3 separate regions of the Mus musculus genome follow, and regions 2 and 3 are each linked to region 1. The links are chromatin contacts, called in public Hi-C and HiCAR-type maps. All regions are on one chromosome and are shown on one strand. Each heading gives the region's core, a stretch centred on a gene start, on an enhancer-like site or on the middle of the called end of the contact. The rest is flanking DNA. Distances are from core to core; before and after follow the strand shown.

What was found. Hi-C and Micro-C count contacts between places; a contact is called where the count stands out from the background. HiCAR-type assays count read pairs that join an accessible place to other places.
Region 2: a contact with region 1 is called in a Hi-C map of the N1E-115 cell line, with 8 times the contacts expected there. The contact joins the promoter of Gria2 here to the promoter of Map9 in region 1. A contact is called at or near these places in 3 of 39 promoter capture datasets (the C10 cell line, hippocampal neurons and stem cell-derived epiblast-like cells), 3 of 484 Hi-C or Micro-C datasets (the N1E-115 cell line, cerebral cortex and cortical neurons) and 2 of 115 datasets of contacts at active chromatin or transcription factors (astrocytes and embryonic forebrain).
Region 3: a HiCAR-type map of astrocytes shows a contact between it and region 1, with 2.2 times the contacts expected there. The contact joins the promoter of Sfrp2 here to the promoter of Map9 in region 1. A contact is called at or near these places in 1 of 39 promoter capture datasets (cranial neural crest) and 1 of 115 datasets of contacts at active chromatin or transcription factors (astrocytes).

The regions. Positions count from the first base shown.
Region 1 is chr3:82,356,322-82,360,160 of GRCm38.p6, forward strand. It overlaps Map9 (microtubule-associated protein 9), which reads left to right and starts at 1,751. Exons shown (of 14, transcript NM_001081230.1): 1 at 1,751-1,934; 2 at 2,654-2,803; 3 at 3,569-3,653. The coding sequence starts at 2,729.
Region 2 is chr3:80,800,784-80,804,622 of GRCm38.p6, forward strand. It overlaps Gria2 (glutamate receptor, ionotropic, AMPA2 (alpha 2)), which reads right to left and starts at 1,910. Exons shown (of 16, transcript NM_013540.4): 1 at 1,514-1,910; 2 at 862-1,002. The coding sequence starts at 1,601.
Region 3 is chr3:83,764,656-83,768,494 of GRCm38.p6, forward strand. Sfrp2 (secreted frizzled-related protein 2) reads left to right here and starts at 1,666. Exons shown (of 3, transcript NM_009144.2): 1 at 1,666-2,388. The coding sequence starts at 1,887.

The sequences.
Region 1 (3,839 bases), core at 501-3,000:
GCGAGGATTAGGAACTGCTGAATAAAAGTCACATCTCAATTTCTTTGTGATATGAAAAGGGGTCTTCGTCTACCCTATATCCTGCCCAAACACATGCAGGCATGCACAGGTGCTCATGCAGGTGCACACATGCACACACACAAAGACACACACACACCAAAACCAAAAGGCAACCTGAAGAATCACTGACAGTAAATTATCTTGAGCACTAACTAAAAGCAGTTCCTGTGCTGAGCCACTCAAAACCATGGTTAGGTGGGTCCATATACTGGACTTCAGGTCCAGCCTTCTCTCCCATACTTAGTACTCAACTCAAACTCACATGTGTAACAACTGAATTGCTGCTAGAAAGAATTCTCTTTAGAGCCTCTCACTTTGTGCTTGTGGCAAACAACCATCCGAAACCCATTCCCATTGTGTGCAACCCGGCCCTATTGGTAGCTGGGAACTCAGTGTTCTCTATCATTGATGTTGTTGTAAGTTTATTTTTGTAAGTCATGCCTACATTAAAGTTATATCAGTTAAATGAATACCAAATGAATAGAGCCCTTACACATTATCTAAAAATTAGTTCTTCCCATTTGGGTACCCGCCGTGGGTACAGGGCCTTTATCAGAATCATAGATGTTAATAAAATGTAGGATAGAAAAGCTAACAGTAACTGGTGAAAATAGAAAATCTTTTCCTTATGCAGATATTCACTTAAAAATAGTTAAAAACAACATAATTAGCCAAAACAAATTTACCAACCAAGAACAAGTTGAAAAACTTAAACTAGGCTTTTTAAAGGAGTTATTGCAAATATTACTTAGAAACCTTTTTCTCACTGAACTTCATATTTGTTTTTGTGTATTTAAAGATCTATTTGTCAGGGTTATTTTTTAAAAGAAACATTGTGGAGATACAGAAACAAGTTTAGTCACTTGTTAATGAATTGATTTCGACATACCTTTTTCAAGTTAAAAATAGATGAAGTCTGTGTAACTTTAAAAGTTTAAGTGTTTTGTGTATTAATAAATTATTAAATGGCAAAGATAGTGATACTGTCAGCAGTACTTTTTCCAGCCTTCTCCCCTGTGTTTTATTTGCTGACTTCTTTTTAACCAGATTATCTACTAAATATAGAAAGGGTAAACTTTTCACCAAAGATGTAAAACAGGCTCTGGGCTGTGTGTGCTTATGGGATACTTTAGCACACACACCCCTACCCCTACTCTCTGCCTCCTCCTCCTCCGCCCCCCCCCCCCCAACTGCATTACTTACAAGAAACGCTCCTATGTAATATTAACTGAATGCGATTCTAAACATTTCCCAATATTTCGCTATATATTGTATTCGGTATTCACTGCAATCCTTTAAGGAGACAGTCTTATTAGTTTCTTATCAAATCATAGAGATCTTATTTTGCATATTCCAAGAATCAAACGTGCAGTTTAACTCCGACGATTGCAAACGTCACTACTACGTCGTTCTGTTGAGTCCGCTGACACTGCACTGACTCACGCATTCCACGTTCTAACTAGCAAAAGGAAGCTTTGCATCGTGGTCACGCAATACCTGCCTATAAACAAGGACTCTGAGCAGGGGCAATCAAGGTTCCTTGTGGCGTGATGGCAGAGGGCCGGTCTTGTTTCCTAGGTAACAGCCATTGCACACAAGCTGATAGGGCACCGCGCTCCCAACACCTCCACCAGTGATGTCACTTCCTTGGTCTGTGCGGTTGTCCCAGCGACGCCGGCGGAAAGGCGGTGTTGGGTACCCAAGAGACCAGGCGGTTGGAAGTCACTTCCTCCCGGGGACGCTGTTGCCTAGCAACCGCCTTCTGCCTCCATCTTTTGCCCCGCCTCCAGGTTATTCCAATACCTGGTTTCCCAGACCGCGAGGCCCGGGCCGGGGGCGACACCTGTGCTAGAGCATAGCCGCTGGGTTCTCAGGTGGTCACAGGGGCCCGGGTGCACGGGGAGCGGGGTGGATGCAGGAGGCGCGGGCCGTGGTACGTGGAGGAACGGAGGGGACCGTGCTGGGTGTGCGGGGCCCTGGCGCGTGCTGGGCCGGGAGCCGCGCGGAGCTGGGATGCGGACGCCGCCTGGCCAGCCCGGGGAGCTCTGGGCGGTGGCCGGCGATCCAAATGGGCCTCCGACGTCGCGCGCTGGAAGCCTGATGTGCTGCAACTTAGTGTGGAGATGTGTGTGTAACAGCAAACGAATGGTTTGGGAAAATGTCGCTGCTGCTTGTGGTTAAGCATCGTTTTGAATACTGTTATGTGCAAGCCATTTCCGGGGCTGGGAACCTTGACAGTCCTCTTGGTTGCAGCTTGAACTAAGTCGTGGTGGCGTCCGCAATGCTGTGTGTTTTTAATAATGGAAAGTGAAATTGTTTGGCAACATTTTGTTATTATGTAGTTCATTCATCCTTCTAGTGGATGTAGAACAGTAATAACTTCCTCATGGATTTTCTTTTCGTGAAAACCAATTTGTTGTGAAATTTTTATGTACTTAACATAAAACGCTCTTAACGTTTTTAGGTGAATATATTGTACAATGATTAGAGCGATTTCTCTTTGGAGCGGGGTTGTGGGGCACTAATCCCAGGAACAGTGTCTTGATCATGTAAAAACGTCTAATTCTTTAAAATATTTATATGTATATTTCAGCCACCATCAGAGGTTGAATGAATTATTTCAGTAATTTATTAACTGTTGTATAAAAGCAGAGAAAAAGGACACACCATGTCCGATGAAATCTTCAGCACAACTTTGGCGTACACCAAGAGTCCAAAGGCTACCAAGAGAACTTCCTTTCAGGTAAAACGCTGCAAAGCATTTGGTTTTGATTATGCTGCTGCCTAGCCCTTGCTGGTTCTCACAAGATCTGGCATGACGTGGGAGGAGTTCTTGCTTCACTGTTAGTGTGTTGTAGGTCATCTGTCAACTTTGGGCTCCAGTATTGAAACACCCCTCTCTGTAGGATCCTGTCTTCAATATTTGGTTTCTAAGTTGCAAGCCAAAGAGCGACTTCAGAGCTTGGCTCTCTTTAGATTTTGGTTTTCTGTCGTAAGCGTCACAAGGTCTGACTGTGCCAATGCTGCATCCAACTCTTGTTCCCGTGTTTATCACATTATGCCCATCTCTGTAATACACTTCAAGGACCAGTTTGAGGCTGAGGGTCTGCCTCAGTGGTAGGCTATCAAAGTAGCCTGTCATGCTTGTCAAACCTAAGCACTTCCCTCCCTCAAAATGTAGGCATCTGTAACAGAATGTCAGTTTCTAGTAAATCCAATTAAATTGATGCCCCTATCATTCATTAGCATTTAGCGAAGATTGTAACCTGCAATTAATCTATCTAATACTAGTAGTCACTTCCTATTTATTTACCAGTCCCGAGGAAATGGCTCAATTCTGCGCTGAGTCTGATGACGTGGGTACGTTGTACAGCGTAGGCTTAGAGTAAAGTTGGGTGAATGAACTTAAATGTGAATGTAGAATAACCGAGTATAGTTGTTTTAAGATCTAAGTACGAGACATCCCTGCTTGAATGGGAATTGATGTTAGTTACTGATCTCGTTGCAGGATGAGCTGATCAGAGCCATTACAGCCCGGTCAGCCAGGCAGAGAAGTTCCGAATACTCCGATGACTTTGACAGTGACGAGATTGGTATGTAAGTGAATAGACAAATGAGCCAGGGTCCTGTGTTTTGCTGTCTTAGTTGCATTTCACCTATCCCATAACCTCTCATGATGGATGCCTGTGAATTCACTAGCTTCAGAATTCTATGTGTGCAGTGAGTTAGGAAGCCACTCTTAATTTTCAAGGAGATCACAAATTATCTCTACTTATTTC
Region 2 (3,839 bases), core at 660-3,159, 1.6 Mb before region 1:
ACCCTCGCCTCTACTTGGGCGTAGCTTCAGGGAACTGAGAATGCACCTAGCTTCTGTTCCCCGCCTTCCTCATCCCTGCTCTGCCGGCGATCAGGTTGAGGTTTGTATCTGGTAGGCATCCCCATCAACAGCCTCATCCCCCGCTGCCCGCATTCTCAGCCCTTCGGGGTCTCCATTCTCTTAGCATCCCTTCCATGCCCGCTCACACAAGCCAGTCAGGGCCTGCGTCAGTCTCGTGCCCGCGCCCCTCGGGTGGGCATTATGTAACAGCCCCGGGCCCAACTCCTCAACCATTGCAATAACTTGTCCCGTGCAATAGGACGACGTGGGGCTTGCGGGGACTGTAGGTCGAAGCTGCCCTGCCAGGCTACCGGACTAAGGCATGAGATCTATCCAACAGTCCCACAGCGCGCCCTGGGGAACAGCGTGTTCTCTTTTGGTAGAGTGCCAATAGGCGCGCAAGAGGGAGGGGGTTGGGAGATCCTCTTTAGAGGCGCCAGAATCAAGCAAGAACCCCCTGAATTCGAAAGAACAGTCCAAGTCCAACCCCTACCCCAGATTCTAGGGTGCACATACTGCGCATACTGTTCAGTGCCTTTTGTCCCCACTTCACTGCCCGCCGGTCAGTGGGGGTCCCAAAGATTACAGCCACCTTCTCGCTGTACCTTCACACGCACGCGCGTGTTCAGTCACTCCCACCCACACATGACAAGCCAGCAACACACACACACACACACACACACACACACACACACACACACACACACACACACAGGCACACCATCCTTCACTGGCATTCACAGGCTTGCTTTCCCTGTGTCCCTGTGCAGCACTGGAAAGATATGAATATTCATTACTTACAAGCATTGGTGACTGCGAAACTGTTGGCTACCTCCAAATTGTCGATATGGGGTGTCAGTCTGAACTCCGAAGTGGAAAACTGAACCATCCCTACCCGAAATGCACTGTATTCTTGATCAGCGCCCCTTGGAAATAGCCCCCCTGCAAAAATAAACAGCAAGCAAGAGAACGATGTCAGAGCCCTGGAGAGATAAGAGTGGGATGCTAGCACCCAACAGCCCCAGAGTCTCTTATTCACACTACCCGCTATAATAAACGTAATCAGTGAGTTGGGCAGCAAGGATCCAAAAGGTGCTCAACGGATCCAAGGCAAGGGGGAGAGTCTAAAGACCAAAAAGATTCTCCCTTTTAATCTTGAGCTTTGCGATCATTTCCCTGAAAATCTGAGCACACTAGGAGATGCCTTCAAGGCAGAAGTAACGCAGTACCCGGTCAGAAATGAACAGATCCTTTCCCCTCTATTGTGTCAAAAGGCATAGTCATTTCTTTTTGCTTCAGCCTAAGAAAATCATGTATATTCTAGGTAGTTTCAATCTGGAATGCAGTCAAGGTATGACATAAGTCTACATGACATGAATTAATTTGCACACTGTGAACAAAGATTACCACCAAATTATGCACAATTCAAAGGCATAACACAAAAGGTACCTACCTATCTGTATGCTGTTAGAAGAGACACCAAAAATCAGTCCCCATAAAACAGGAGAAAGGAGGACAGAAATATGCATAATCTTTTGCATTTCCAAGAAAAGTAGAGCATCCACAAAATATCCCCTCGTTTCCCTTTCCTCCTTTTCCTTCTTTGACCGTTTTCCTCAGCAAATTAGATCCTCTGCATTTTGAGGTCGAAATTTAGCAAGGAGCTGCTAAAACCACGAAGTGAAGGCAGAAGAATCCTTATCTCCCAGGTTTAGCTGGTGGCTGTTGATGCCTGCGTCCTGTCCCTGCTCCTGAAGTCCGAGGACTGGCTGAATGCAGTTTTTAGCTGAGCTGCTGCTGTGGTCCCGGTGTCTGGGAATATCAGCACCCTCCCGTGCACTCACACAATCACCCTCTCTCGAGCTCTCTTCTCCCTCTCTCCTCTCTCACACGCGCGCGCACACACATACACACACATACACACACACACACGCACACACACAGGAAAGTCACAGAGAGGGGCAGGCAGTCCCGGGCGCGCGTGCGCGACTCGAGGCAGGCGGCGAGCTCGCGCACCCACCCCTCCCCCGCACAGCGCCCCGCACCCCGCACAGCCCTGGCAGCTTCTGCGCGGTGCCGAGAAAGCGCGGCTCAGAGCCGGGCAGCCTGGTGCCTCTTAGAGACCTCCAGTCTTGCGCATTCGATTTTAGCACCGCGGACAGCGCTTTGGTCCCTGCTATGGGCTGAGGTTGCAGGGTTTACTGTAGCTGCAGAGATGTTCCAGCCAGATCCAAATGCTGCAAAACTGATTTCCGGTTGCTATGCCTAGGAAGCCGAACTGCTAATTGCTGTTGGCGGCGAAGCTTTCTTCCGTAGGGCCCTGTTTTACATTGAGCACAACGAATATGATTTGATTGTCTCAAAATCCACTTAGCAGTATCCACACACTGCCTTCTGCCTCAGCTGACCCAGATAAAAAGCAAACAAAATACTCCCTGAAGGGACAACTCCCAAAATCGTGAACTTTAGCTTCCTATAATGCAAGCATAATCTCAGGGAAACCCAAAATTCTATCCTTAACTATAAAAGGATGCCAAGACCCGGGTAACTCGATCAAACCTTTGAAAGACTTCGTGTAGGAATCCATCTTTAGAGTATGCCCCTTTGGATAGTGGTTCGATTGTTCAAGCCACATTGCCTGTGGATTGCTCTTGTACTACAGTGCAGACTCCCCCCTGCTGTAGAGTCATGTAGACTTGGCTCTTAGATGTCCGTTTTGTATAGAGATTGAAAGAACCGTAGGTTTCTGCGGGGGGGGGGGGGGGGGTAGTAGTCTAGAATGGATGTATCACTCTTAGTTACAAACCAGATACCCCATTACATTATGGCCTTAAGTTTCAAAAATAATCACTGCCTCAAGGAAGTAGGTTACCTCATTACACCGAGCCTGCTTGGGTATCTGGATTGTAACGAATACATTAAAAATTAAAGTTTGTGAGAAGGGGCTTGGTAAAGCATAGCGATGATTGTATATGCCTGTGAAATCTATGTTCAAAACTCCACTTCATGCCAAGCCATCTCTATATACCTGCGTGGCAAGTCTCTCTGCAGCCTCAGAAATTCTTTACCAAATTGTATGTGTTTTGTTTTAAACAGAGAAATGAAAGAGGTCTCATTTCAGAGATCTGTTGCCAGGAGCCAGGAGATTGAAGCTGACAGCATCAAAGGGAAAACTGGCTGATGGCCCAAAGTGCATGAAAGCACACCATAGTTAAACCTTATGGAGAAAATGTGACTTTAATATCACACATGGTTTTTAACCATCATAAATCATACTTTGCCTTAGTCACTGGGTCTAAAAGTCCCTATTTATTAAAACAAATTTTAAAATACATGTTTCTCATGAAAATGAGAAGGAATGAAGAAAAGCAAAAAAGCAAAGTAATACCCGTGACTTCCAAATATTGTAAGCTTGTGATTTTAAGTCATTCTCCACCCCCTCTGTTACTCACTCTCTTTCTCCTCCCCTGTTTCCCCCTCTGTCTGTGTTTGTGTGTGTGTGTGTGTGTGTGTGTGTGTGTGTGTGTGTGTGCGTGTGTGTGTGGGAGGGGGGTGTTTGTTCCTAAGGCAAGAATGCATAACATATGTATAATATACTAAAGTTATAAGCTGACATATTCTGGGTGAAAATACCTTCTTTTTATAACCAATAATTCATCTCACCTGTGAATCAAAAATTTCACATTCATTTAAACAGGTCCTCTAAATAGGAACATACAAAGCCTTGTAGAAAATCAATAAGAATACAATTATAGGTAAAACAAGAATTATAAATACCC
Region 3 (3,839 bases), core at 416-2,915, 1.4 Mb after region 1:
TGAGAATACTAGAATTCCATTTCAGCGTTCAGCCTGTGTAGCTGTTTGGTTTAACTTTTTTGTATTTGTGTGGTTTATTTTCAAACTAGTTTTTACCTGGGGAGAAAGTCTAAGCCTCTGGCTGCTTCAGCTAGACACGGGAAGGTCTAGAGCCAATTGGATGGAAACGGCTCCACTCAGGCAGGCCTTCAGCAGAGCAGGAAAGATGGAGCTGGACTTTTAAAGACTCCCATTGCGGGCTCCCTCTGGGTGTTTACCTGCTTCGACTATGGCCAGAAGTGGGTAGGAAATAGCATTTTATCGTCCTCTCGTCACTCCTTAAACTCTCATAAACTGCGGGACCACAAAATGTGCTGACCCCCTAAATCCTGAGCTCACCATCCAGATGGATGGAAAATGTAAATCAGGCAGCAAACATCCAACCCAGCTGTTAAATCCAGGAAGCAGCAACAATGTGTCCACCTTACACTTGAAAGAGGATTGTTGGGGGGGGGGGGGGCAAAGAGGGGAAGTCACTACCCAGGACTTGCAAGGTCCCACTTAAAGAGAGGCTGACTCTTAAGACAAGGGAAGGTTTGGGGAAGAGACACCCCCCCCCTTAACCCACCCCCTGCGCACGTCCAAACTGTCTCTCTGTACTCCTTTCCCCGCCTGGCACCTTACAATCCACTTACCCTAACATTAGGTTCCCTGTTCTACAGAGCAGAGGATGGCCCGATGGGTGACCAGGATGGCGTGACCAGGATGGGTGACCAGGATGGCGTCCCTGGTTGTTAGGGGATGAATGGGCCAACTATGCTGAGGACATGACTAACTCTTGTGACCACAGAGGTCTCTGCCCGTTCCTGCCCACCTTCTGACCTTGGTACTCATAAGCCCCATTTATTGCTTTGGTGGCCTATACTGAGGTAATCCTGAACCCCTATGTATTAGAGCCCGTGCAGCCTTCAAGCATAGACATCTCTTCAGAGGTCAAATTTTCTCCTCCAAAGAGGAGAAATGGCGGGCAAATTCGTGATGCCTCTGACAAGTCCTCCACAGTGACAAAATCCTATAGACACCCCAGCAAAATAGCAACTCCGTGCATGGCTGCAATTCCATTTTATAAGTCAGAATGTGTCGTGAGGCTGTGGAATCACATTGCTCAAGCCAGTCTGCTCAACTTGGGCTGGAGAACCGGGAGGAAAAAGCCCAGGCCACAAAGAGTCTAGTACTGCTGGTTTATGGTTACTCGGGGACAGGGACGCAGTGCTGAGACTTAAAGGCTGCTGCACATCGATACGGGCGCAGGCCACGCGGGGCGTGAAACGCGTTCCAGCCCTGATCCGACTGCAAGGCAGCTAGCCCGGCTCCACGCGTGTCCTCGACTTTCGTTGCCTCCTCCTCGCTCTCCCCTCGCTCTCCCTGGGACAGGGTGGCCCGCGCTTGTCTGCTTGCAAGGCAATCACCAGAGCGCGCGCGCAGGGGCTGCTGCCTCGGGGTGGGGGCGCAGCCCGAATTTCCTGCCAGCGAGCGCGTGAGGGGCATTCTCAACGCAGCCAGCCCCAGAAAGTAGTGACCGGCCTCCTCGGATTACTCCGGTTTGGCTCCTCCCTTGCTCCCCCTCCTCCACCTCCAGATTTGCATAAAAAAGGCCAAGAAAACTCTGGCTGGGCCCCAGCCTCTGCTCACTCTGCTCCCCCGGGTCGGAGCCCCCCGGAGCTGCGCGCGGGCTTGCAGTGCCTTGCCCGCGCCGACCTCCCGGCGCCCGGCTTCGCGCGTTCGCGCCGCCCGCTGTCCAGAGCCCCCACGAGCAGAGCGAGGGAGTCCCGGACGAGCTCGAGCTCCGGCCGCCTCTCGCTTCCCCCGCTCGGCTCCCTCCGCCCCCCGGGGGTCGCTAGTCCACGATGCCGCGGGGCCCTGCCTCGCTGCTGCTGCTAGTCCTCGCCTCGCACTGCTGCCTGGGCTCGGCGCGTGGGCTCTTCCTCTTCGGCCAGCCCGACTTCTCCTACAAGCGCAGCAACTGCAAGCCCATCCCCGCCAACCTGCAGCTGTGCCACGGCATCGAGTACCAGAACATGCGGCTGCCCAACCTGCTGGGCCACGAGACCATGAAGGAGGTGCTGGAGCAGGCGGGCGCCTGGATTCCGCTGGTCATGAAGCAGTGCCACCCGGACACCAAGAAGTTCCTGTGCTCGCTCTTCGCCCCTGTCTGTCTCGACGACCTAGATGAGACCATCCAGCCGTGTCACTCGCTCTGCGTGCAGGTGAAGGACCGCTGCGCCCCGGTCATGTCCGCCTTCGGCTTCCCCTGGCCAGACATGCTGGAGTGCGACCGTTTCCCGCAGGACAACGACCTCTGCATCCCCCTCGCTAGTAGCGACCACCTCCTGCCGGCCACAGAGGAAGGTAAGCCTTCCCTATTCGATCCACCCACTCCCAAGAAGCCTGAGGTGCTAGGACCTGGGGAGTGGGGTGGGTGGGGTGGGGGACACCCCGCAGCCACCACTCCACATCCTAGTTTGTCCAGGCTGGAGGTCCCAACCTTGGATATGGCAGCTCTCCTTGCCCTAATCTGTTGCCATACGGAGTTAGAGATATCCACCCATGCGCCAAGATTCCTCCTTGGTTCTAACAGTTCCTCTTAGGTAGTTAAGAAAGCCAAACAAAAGTGGCAAGCCTTTTTTTAAGATTCTTGCTCTGCGTCCCCGCTTCTGAAAGCATTTACCATGATTGGGTCCTAGTGATGAGCACCCAGGCTCAGCCTCTCTCTGCACGTTCTTGTCCCACTGGATAAAAACAAACGATACACGTTGATCACCTTTTGAGATTGTTTTTTTGTCCTTCGCCAATGTAGGTTTGGAGATAAAAAAACGAAGACTGTCTGGGAGCGAGTGGAACCCTGACTATTGGTTTTAACTCCCCAGGTGTTTGGGGGAGAGAGGCTAAAGGCAATCAACAGGACTCATCTCTCTGTCACTATCTGCTTTTATCTTAGGAGTGGTTTTAATTAGCTGGGGAAAAAATCATGCAGAAGAGTTCCCTCAAGTTTTTAGAAAACAGAGGGAAGTTCATAGGCAAAAACCATCAAAGCAATGAAAACCTCATGCACTCTTGATACTTTTCCTGAAAGGAAAAAGTATACAATGTGTCTGAGCTGATTTGGGCCCCGGAGATAGAAAAGGGGGCTTCCTTACCCCTCTCTGGCTGCAGCCGCATCTCCCTTTCAATCGCTAATTTTTTTCCTGCAGACATCATTAGTTAAAGAAAATACAAAGTTGTTTAGCAATCTTTCCTGGCAGGCACCATGAGTCTGCAATCATCTTATTGGTTAGGTTTCTAATTTATTGCAAATGTTTGGCATTTTTCAAACATTTGCCCAACATATACAATAGAATAACCAATACAGGTTGGTAGCATTTCATACACACTCCGAGCCTCCCGATTGGAAGTGTTTCTCTCTGGTTGGGTAGGGCTGGGGTTGTTTTGTGGGGGTTGCCTTTGTTGTTTTTCTTCCTGCCATCAACCCAAATAGACACAGGGTATTCCTCCAGAGTTCACTTTCCTCCTTCAAAATAAGCCTGGACGCCTGCGAAGTTTGCTTGATATTTTCAAAAATCAGATAACTTTTCTTTTATGGGTCACAAGGTTTTTTTTTTTCTTTTTCCCTGTGAAAATTTGATTTCATACTAGTGAAAACCTACAAGATTGCACTTGAATTTTAATGATATCATTGGGCATATTTATAAATTAGAGAAAGAAAGTGTTTCCTTCATGAGAGTATGTTTTTTCACGAGGGCCCCAGACAGACTGATAGCTGTAAGCCCACAGCGCGCGCGCACACACACACACACACACAC